2 separate regions of the Anser cygnoides genome follow, and region 1 is linked to region 2. Evidence: chromatin contacts called from public Hi-C data. All regions are on one chromosome and are shown on one strand. The core of a region is the stretch at or near the end of the contact, and the rest is flanking DNA. Distances in the headings are between cores, read along the strand shown.

Evidence for each region. A called contact is a pair of places that touch in the nucleus more often than the background predicts.
Region 1: a Hi-C map of liver shows a contact between it and region 2, with 3 times the contacts expected there. The contact joins the enhancer-like site here to the promoter of RNF43 in region 2. A contact is called at or near these places in 2 of 7 Hi-C or Micro-C datasets (both in liver).

What each region holds. Positions count from the first base shown.
Region 1 is chr18:1,889,032-1,893,097 of Taihu_goose_T2T_genome, forward strand. All of the region lies in intron 7 of MTMR4 (myotubularin related protein 4), which reads right to left. Among named protein-coding and RNA genes, the nearest start is that of HSF5, 23 kb to the left of the region's middle. Within about 2 kb of position 1,755, at least 2 of the 3 cell types and tissues checked have open chromatin away from gene starts, as enhancers often do. A contact at or near this core is called in liver, where this site is marked.
Region 2 is chr18:1,834,260-1,838,184 of Taihu_goose_T2T_genome, forward strand. It overlaps RNF43 (ring finger protein 43), which reads right to left and starts at 2,582. Exons shown (of 12, transcript XM_013189322.3): 1 at 2,176-2,582; 2 at 1,881-2,036; 3 at 724-791; 4 at 450-620. The coding sequence starts at 2,227. HSF5 (heat shock transcription factor 5) reads right to left here. Exons shown (of 6, transcript XM_048068219.2): 6 at 3,222-3,925.

The DNA of each region.
Region 1 (4,066 bases), core at 505-3,004, 54 kb after region 2:
GCCTGGATGCCGGACCAGCCGAGCCCCAGCAGCTCAGGCAGACAAAGCTAAGACAAGAAACATCAAAGAGCAGTCTCAGCTCCAGGCTACAACCCACATAGTTTCGAAGGAATGTTTCAGGGCAGACAGGAAGCAAACTGAGGAGGGTGAAACTATCCAGCAGGTAAGCTCCAGAGGGTGGCCTGGTGCTCCCCTCAATCCAGGTTATCCTAGCTGATGTTACCTGGTTTGTGAGGGTAGCAAGGACCTGCCTGACCTGTTAAAAACGTCACTTCACACTGTGTCTAGACAGCTTCTCAGAAAGCCCTGGACAGAAGGCAAGGTTGGTCTATGGGATAATAACAATAGGGCATGGAAAGAAAATCCAGTAAGGAAAATTTAAGCTGTTGGGTAAGAAGCTGAAGACACTTAGGATTCACACAGTGTGAAGAACATCTGTGTGTGGTAGCACTCTCTGGAGTGCTTCATGTTCCACTTGTAAAATTGCTCAGGAAATCAGAAAAGCACTGAAGTGTGATCAAGAACAATGAAATGTTGAATATGATTAGTATCTATTAGGATCTGGGGGGATTTTTTGAATAGCCATGGTCTGTAAAAGAATGGTCTTCATCTAAATCAAAACAGAACCTGTTTTTCCTGGCACTTCAGATGAAATGTTACGGGAGATGTCTCAAAAACTGGGGAGAATAAATACAAGAGTGTTTCAGTACAGGAGCATATCACAGAATCGTCTAGGCTGGAAGAGACCTCCAAGATCACCGAGTCCAACCTCTGACCTAACACTAACAAGTTATCCACTAAACCATATCACTAAGCTCTACATATCTTCTAAGAGTTAAGCCACAAACTCTGTAATCTTACAAAAACAGTAAGGATCAAGTCAATAAAATTCAGGTTAGGACACAGGATAGCCTCAAGAAGTTAAGCCAAATTTAAGGAGGGTGCACAAAAATTGGCACTGAGATGAAGATAAACAGACTTGTGCTCCCAAGGCTAGAGGACACGAAGAGCCAGGATAAAGGAGTATGTTGGCTTAACAGCACCTTATAAACTTGGCACAAGGGAGATTATCAGTGGTAGCCTAGATTTCAGAGTAGAAGCTTTGTAGGAAGACCAGAATAGATTGATCTAACAAAGTCCTGTCTGTTCCAAGAAAAAGTGAAGGTGAAATCGTGAGGCCAAGAGTTGCCAGCATCAACACACATTGCAAGAAGTGCATGAACCGAAATCCCAAGCCTAGAGAGAAACTGGATGGTACTAGGGATACACTACAACCACAGAAGCATGGCAGCAGCAACATCCACGACAGGCTGAAAGAGATTCAGAGAGGCTGCAAGGGCAGAAATTGCAATGGGAGACTTGCATTGCTTCCACATAAAATACATAAGCATCATGATAACACATTAGACAAAGGCTATGTTTTTAGAAATGATCAGCTGCTTCTTGATGGTACCAGCCAAATAATACAAAAGACATATAACTCTTCCTTTGGTCCTAAGCATGCACAAAGCTGCTCCAAAACAGAGTAACTGAAAAATCGCTTTGTTGCAGCGATCATTGCACAGTAGAAGTCAAAAATATATTTAAAGGCGAAAAGTTTCCCACTGCAGTAGAAGTCTGTTTCAGAAAGGGGAAAAGATTCATTTTTATACACTTCAAGAGAAAGTGAAAGGAAGAGAACTGAAAAAAAAGCTTGCAGTTGATGCGATGCTCAATTAAATATGCTAGTCAATGTAAGATAAAACACATCAAAAAGGATCAGAAAGAGCTGGCAGAGTTGGTGAATGAAAGTACGATTTTAGAAATACAATGACATCCTTCAAATAGGGGAAACGTTTCCAAAGGACACAAACCTGAGAGGAGCCAAATGTGAATCTCAATTAAAAAACAGTAAAAACAAGGCAATCATGCAGTTTTCAAGAAATGCCCTATTAAGAGACTAAAACTATGAAGACTTTTTTCAAACACCTCGGAGGTCTGATAGATAAGCAAGATCACAGCAGAAAGTCAAAACTATCTACACACTGGTGATCATTGGAGGAGCACACAGAGAAAAAGAAGTTGCGAGACCTACCCCTGTTTTACAAGGGACAAGGCACAAGGAGAGATTAATGTGGAAACTTCAGCAGGGGAGCTGTAGAACTATCTGCTAGGAACGAAGAGCAACTAATCAGCAGGACTAGATAATACCCAACATTGCTACAGCAACCCAAATGCACACCAGGTGAATGATTAACTGAGATGCGTAATCTATTGCTTACATTGGCTTGGGTGCCGGAGGAATGAAAGGTGGCAAACTCGGTATCAATTTTGTAAAAAGCTCTCTGGGGCGAATGTGGGAAACCTCTCAAGTCTGACTTCTGTACAAAGCCACTGACTGCACAGTTGGTGCAAGGGTAAATACAGTGCACTTGGGAAGAGTCAACATGGCTTTTGTGGAGGGAGGTCGCATGTCACATATCTAGAGCTTGCTGGAGGCACCACTGAACAAGTAGATACAGCTCACAAAGCTGACAGTGGATTTGGATTTTCATAGCTTTTTTTTTTTTTTTTTATAGGTTGCTCACCAAAGACTTGAAGGAAGCTCCTCTTGAGAAACAGCAACTCTTGAAAAGCAAGAAACAGTAACAGAACGTAACCGGTTATTTTTTGTGAGAAAGGGAGTCCCAAAGGGACCCATGTTTGGCCCTGTGCTGTGTAATGTGCTCACACAGCACATGGAAAGAAATGAAGGGTGAAGCAATGTGACTCATGGAGAGGTGGCCTGTAACACCCCTAGGACCATGCTGACCCAAACCAACAAATGGAATGTTTTTGAAACTGTGAAGTTAGATCCCAGAAAAAGGCATTAACAACACCAATGCATAAATCAGCACTAGCCACACCTACAGACAAGGACAGATGAAGCATCTTCTTGCCACAAAGGCAACAACCACCCCAGTGAGAGATCCTCCTTCACAGAATGCAAGAACATGAAGCATCACCTTTCCCATGAAAGTGGAGGAAAGCATTAAGATTTGTAGAGAAGTCTAACAAAATAAGACAAACTATGAATTAAGAGCAGTCACAGAAATGAGTAGGAAACATCAGATATCTTCAACAATACCACAGCACTCCAGGCAGCTTTTTCTCATAAAATCAAAAATAAATAAAACTGTGACTGTAAAAAGATCAAAGCTGAAAACAAGCATCAACAGCAAAAGAAAGGTGAATTTCTTTCATTTTTTTTTGTTTGTTTTTGAAGGAACTATGTGTGCATCAACCCTCCTAGCATCATGGGCAACAGGAAAAGAACTTCTAGCTCAGACAGCATGGGTGCGTTAGCTGGCGTATGTCAGAGCATGCACAGTTCTCTGGGTGTACAGATCACTGAGGATGTAAAAGCCATGGAGATATTATGTAATATTTTTATTATTATTGTATGCTGAAAGAGTATAACTTTTATCATGACTGAAGGAGTGGTTATTATATGCTTGTATAGCTCTACTTTTATGATGGCTGTCGCCAGGAAGAAGATAATAGTTACCAGATAAGAACATCTCGGAACAGACTTGAAAGACAACGAACAAAGTCATTACCTTGGAGTATCCTGTCTCTAACAACATTGTTTTGTCAATGCTGGGAAATAAAAGATAAAAAGGACTATAAACAGTTAAAAAGTAACCTGATTCCTGTGAATAGAGGCAGGTGTTAATGATCAAAAGCCAAGGCAGGATTTAAAGACACACTCCCTGGAGCAGCAAGAGAGAACTGGTTTCTGAGTTGCACAAGCAAATTACAACACCTTTAAGATCTTGGGATGTCTGCTGAGAAAGGAAGCTGAGACCTGCCAGGATCCCCAAGGAGGAACTCAGCAGACCCAAGGAAAGCACAACCAGGCCTGCATCCAGCTTGCTAAGGTTTGTTTCAAGTCCTTTCTTCCCTGGTTTGGTTGAAAACCAAGCATCTGTCTTCAGAGAAGTTGGCTAATAGCTGTGCATTGCTGGTCATAACTCACAGGAAGCAAACCGCAGGTGGTTAATCTAAGCTGGACTTTCTGAAGCAGTCAGAGGGAACCACATCCCAA
Region 2 (3,925 bases), core at 1,332-3,831:
CAGAAGCATGCACAGATTTCAGAAAAAAAAATAATCATGTTTTCTGTTAGATGTTTAGTGTCCCAACATGTGACTCAACACAGTCAGCTTTATACCATCAATTAAGATATGCAATAATCTTCCTGGGATCGATTGACCATATCCAAAATTAACATTAATACTAGCACGACTACATATGGCAGCAGAATGAAGAGGCAACCACTTACATAAGCACTTCTGCCTCAAAACACTGTGCAGGGTTGAAGAGCAGCAGCACAAAGAAACAAAACAAACAGGTGGACAGCTCACATGAAAAATACCTTGTTGCTCAGGTTATAAACGTGTAGTCGGGAAATAAAGCCAAATGCTTCAAGCTGGAAGCTGGAGCAGCAAGGAGAAAAAAGGGGGCAAGGATAGAAATAGTGGGATCGTGAGATGGGCAGGGCTGGATAAAACGGAGCTGCTCTTACCTGAAGCAGTTTTCCTTCGGCTGGAGTAACCTCAGCGACATTTGCGAACTCTCCCTCCAGGATGATCGGCTCCACTTTCAGGGGGATCACCCTAATGATCGCCTTCTGTGCCGCCGACCTCTCAGACTCGACTGCCGCTGCCAGCGCCAGCCCTGTATGGCCAAGTCCTACCTGCAGGGTAGCCATGAGCAGCCAAGGCCAGAGGACAGCCAGCTGCAGCTGGGGGCCACCACTCATGCTACCAGCTGCAGCAGCGCGCTCCGGCCACACATACCGCTCCGAACGCGTCCTCGCCCTGCCAGCAGCTTCCAACAGCGGGTGCAGGGCGTGCAGCGCTGGCTCCTGGGGCGCGAGAAAATGGGGAGAGAGGGGCTCAGGTACCGGCCACTGCCAGCGCTGCTCACTGCGCGGCCCTCCTGCTTCTCGCCATCATCGTTTCTCTTCCTTGGTGCCACGTGCTCAAAGGCCGCTTGGAGCTGAAAAGCATACTTTAAACCAGAAAAAAAAGAAAAAAACACAAACAAAAAACCAACCACTGAAGTTACGAGTCCCTCCTCTAGAAGATAGATCCAGAAAGATCAGTAAAAGAGAACGAGCAGGTCGCAAGCACGGGTTCAGTTCAGACACAGAGGAATCTCCCGCAGCATTAAGAACTCGTCAGGTCCGCAGAGAGGAGGCACAGGGAGGTTCCTCCATGGACGCAACGTCCTGGTGTCTCCTTCCCAAGAATTAGGAAGATCGCCAGGTTCAAAACATCCATCTCACACATGCTTGAGAGACACATCTCCTTCTTGCCAGCAAGGCATCTCTTCCACAATATACGCTCATGCTCTTAAAGTTGAATGTTGTCTACAGTTACTGGTATCCTTCTTAAAAATTATGCAGGAGGTATTTCTTGCATTTGTGGTAAAAACAAAAGTTTGCTACTGTATTGTTCCCTTCCAAAGCGAATCAATCCCTTCCATCCTTCCTGTGCCAGAAATGCTTCATTCAGGCTTAGAGATCAGTTCTAGTTTTCTCCTAACAATCCAGGCTCGGTCTGACTTTGGGTGCAATTCCCAAGGATAATTATTGAAGTACGAAGCTTCTCTTCATAGTTTCAAGTTCCCAGGAGATTTTAAGAAGGCCCCAAAACATGCTAAAAGCTTAGACACCAAGCAAAGCAGGTATCAAGCAAAAAGTTACCGCATATCTTGTTTCCTTCACGCTACGAGTTCCGGTATTACCACTTCCAAGAAGATCCCAACTAAAGGCCCCACAAAATAAAAAAACCATAAAGTTCCATGGTCTTCCCCAAAGTCACATGAAACGTATCGAGGAGCCTTCATAACTGGGAGACTTTACACAGGGGGTACGTGCAACCAAAAATTTAGAGCGCTCACTCTGCTGTGAAGAGAAGAAGTGATTAAAAAAAAAAAAAAATCTGCAAACCTGTTAGGCAGCACGCCTGCTGCAACCCGCAGGGGCTGGGACAGATGGAAAGGCTTCTACAAATCCCAGAAAAAGTTACTTCCAGTAGCTTAAGGAAACCATGTGCGTCCGACGATGTTTGGTTCGGGTCTTCTTGCTCCTTTTTAGAAAGGCAATCTGTTCTTAAAAATAAGGAACCCTTGAAAAAGACGTCGCGGAAGACAAGCCGCCTCACGCACATGCAGCAGGCAGGTAGGTGCGAGTGGCGCTCCACAGCCCGACGGAGAATCCAGCGAGATCAAAGGGAGAAAATTACCGCAGACAGAAAGCTCCCGGGGCAGGCATGGCTGCAAGTGAAGCGTCCGCATGCAACCCACGGCCTCGGGAAAGAAGCCGGCCCCCTGTCGGGAGAACTCCCGCGGACTTCCCGGGGCTCCCTCCCCGCGCAGCCCGTGCGGGCACCGGCTCTAGGCGCGGCGCGGGGCGGCAGCCGAGGCACGGGCAGCGCGGCCGCGGCGAGCCCCGCGGGGCTGCTCGACCATGGCCGGGGGCGGCCGGATCCCGCGGCGGGCGCGGAGCCGCCTTCCTGCCGCAGCAGCGCCCGTGGGCGAGCGCCGGGCGCGGGAGGGCTGCGAGGCGGCCGCGGCTCCCGGCTCGCGGCTCCTACCTGCTGCCACAAAGTGAGGGTGGAGCAGCGCCGAGCGCCCGCCCCGGCCCCGGCCCCGCTCCCGGGCGCCCCCTCCCGCCCCGCCGGCCCGGCCCCGCCGGGCTCCCCGCGTTTCCCCCGGCCTTCCCCCCGCTGCCGCCCATCGAGAGGCAGCGGTAGCCCTTTTCTGGCCGCTGCTTGCTGCGAGGCTTCAGGTCAGGCTGATGTCAGAGGTCTGGAATTCAACTGTTACTCTCCTCTGACATCACCGAGAGGTGAATAATGCTGCAGGTCAGACCTATAACCTCAAAGTAAGGTTGCAACTGGAAACTGGTGAACGGGCGCGCGATGGAGTGGTGCTCGAGGAGGGCACTCAGACACGAACGTGAAAACAATGCCCGGCCTGCAGAAAGCGTATGATCCGGGCAGGTGAAAAAGCACCTTCAAGAAAGCGGAGATTAACGAACTTTTTTTTGTTGTTGTTGTTGTTGTTACGCGTACAGCTAAACTACTCCCTGGAGTAACTCCTTGAAAGTAGAAGGTTACACAAGGAAGAATTGCTCCGCTTTTAAAAATAAGAACGTGGTTCCAGGGGTAAGGGGTGTATGCCGATAAAAGTGGCAGGAGGAACTGCTGAAACACGAAGGACTTTTTCCAACTATGATAATACATCATTTGTAAATCAAAAGAAAGAAAATATAGGTGCAACATCCATATTTCAGTTTGAAAGTTTAATTTATTGCAGATTGGTGCAACCACGCTGCCTGAGCAGGACGATAAAAGAAGGTCCGCGAGGTAAACAAAATTGCACTGTGTTCCCATTAACAAGAATATAGTTAAAAACAAGGTTTTGCTACAGAAGTTACTTTTTATTATTTACTGACTGAACTAGATCCACATTAAGGTGCTGAAGCACTAGACCTTCAATCTAGAGGGCCACCTGAGACTCGTGAGGCCTTGTGCAGCAATATACTAATTTCCTAAGCTAGCGAGTGCCCTTTCTCCTGTGCTCTCTCCCTACGTCAGGGTGAGCTGGTTAAGAATGAAGGGAGCTTACATCCATGTGTGTTCTGAAAGTGATGTACATCAGGAGAGCCAGCTCCATGGCCTTTCTAAATCAGCATACTAAAAAATTCTAATATGAAAGATTTCGTAATTTGCCTTTAGAACAACAGAGCATTATCTAAGACCCTGAGATTCCCCTATCTTAAATCTCCAAAAGGGTCAAATCTTTTGGTGGCAAGCAGGAATAAGAAAGGTAAGCTAAGAAGTTCCCTTTGTAGTGTATGTGAATTAAAGAGGTAGCAGCTCCAGTTTGATAAGGCTGAAATCCTTTTAAGTCCATCTCCTTACACCTTGGTCTGTGAGGGCTAGTCTGCTGCTGTCAAACCCCGCTACTATTGATGGCACCAACTCCTAC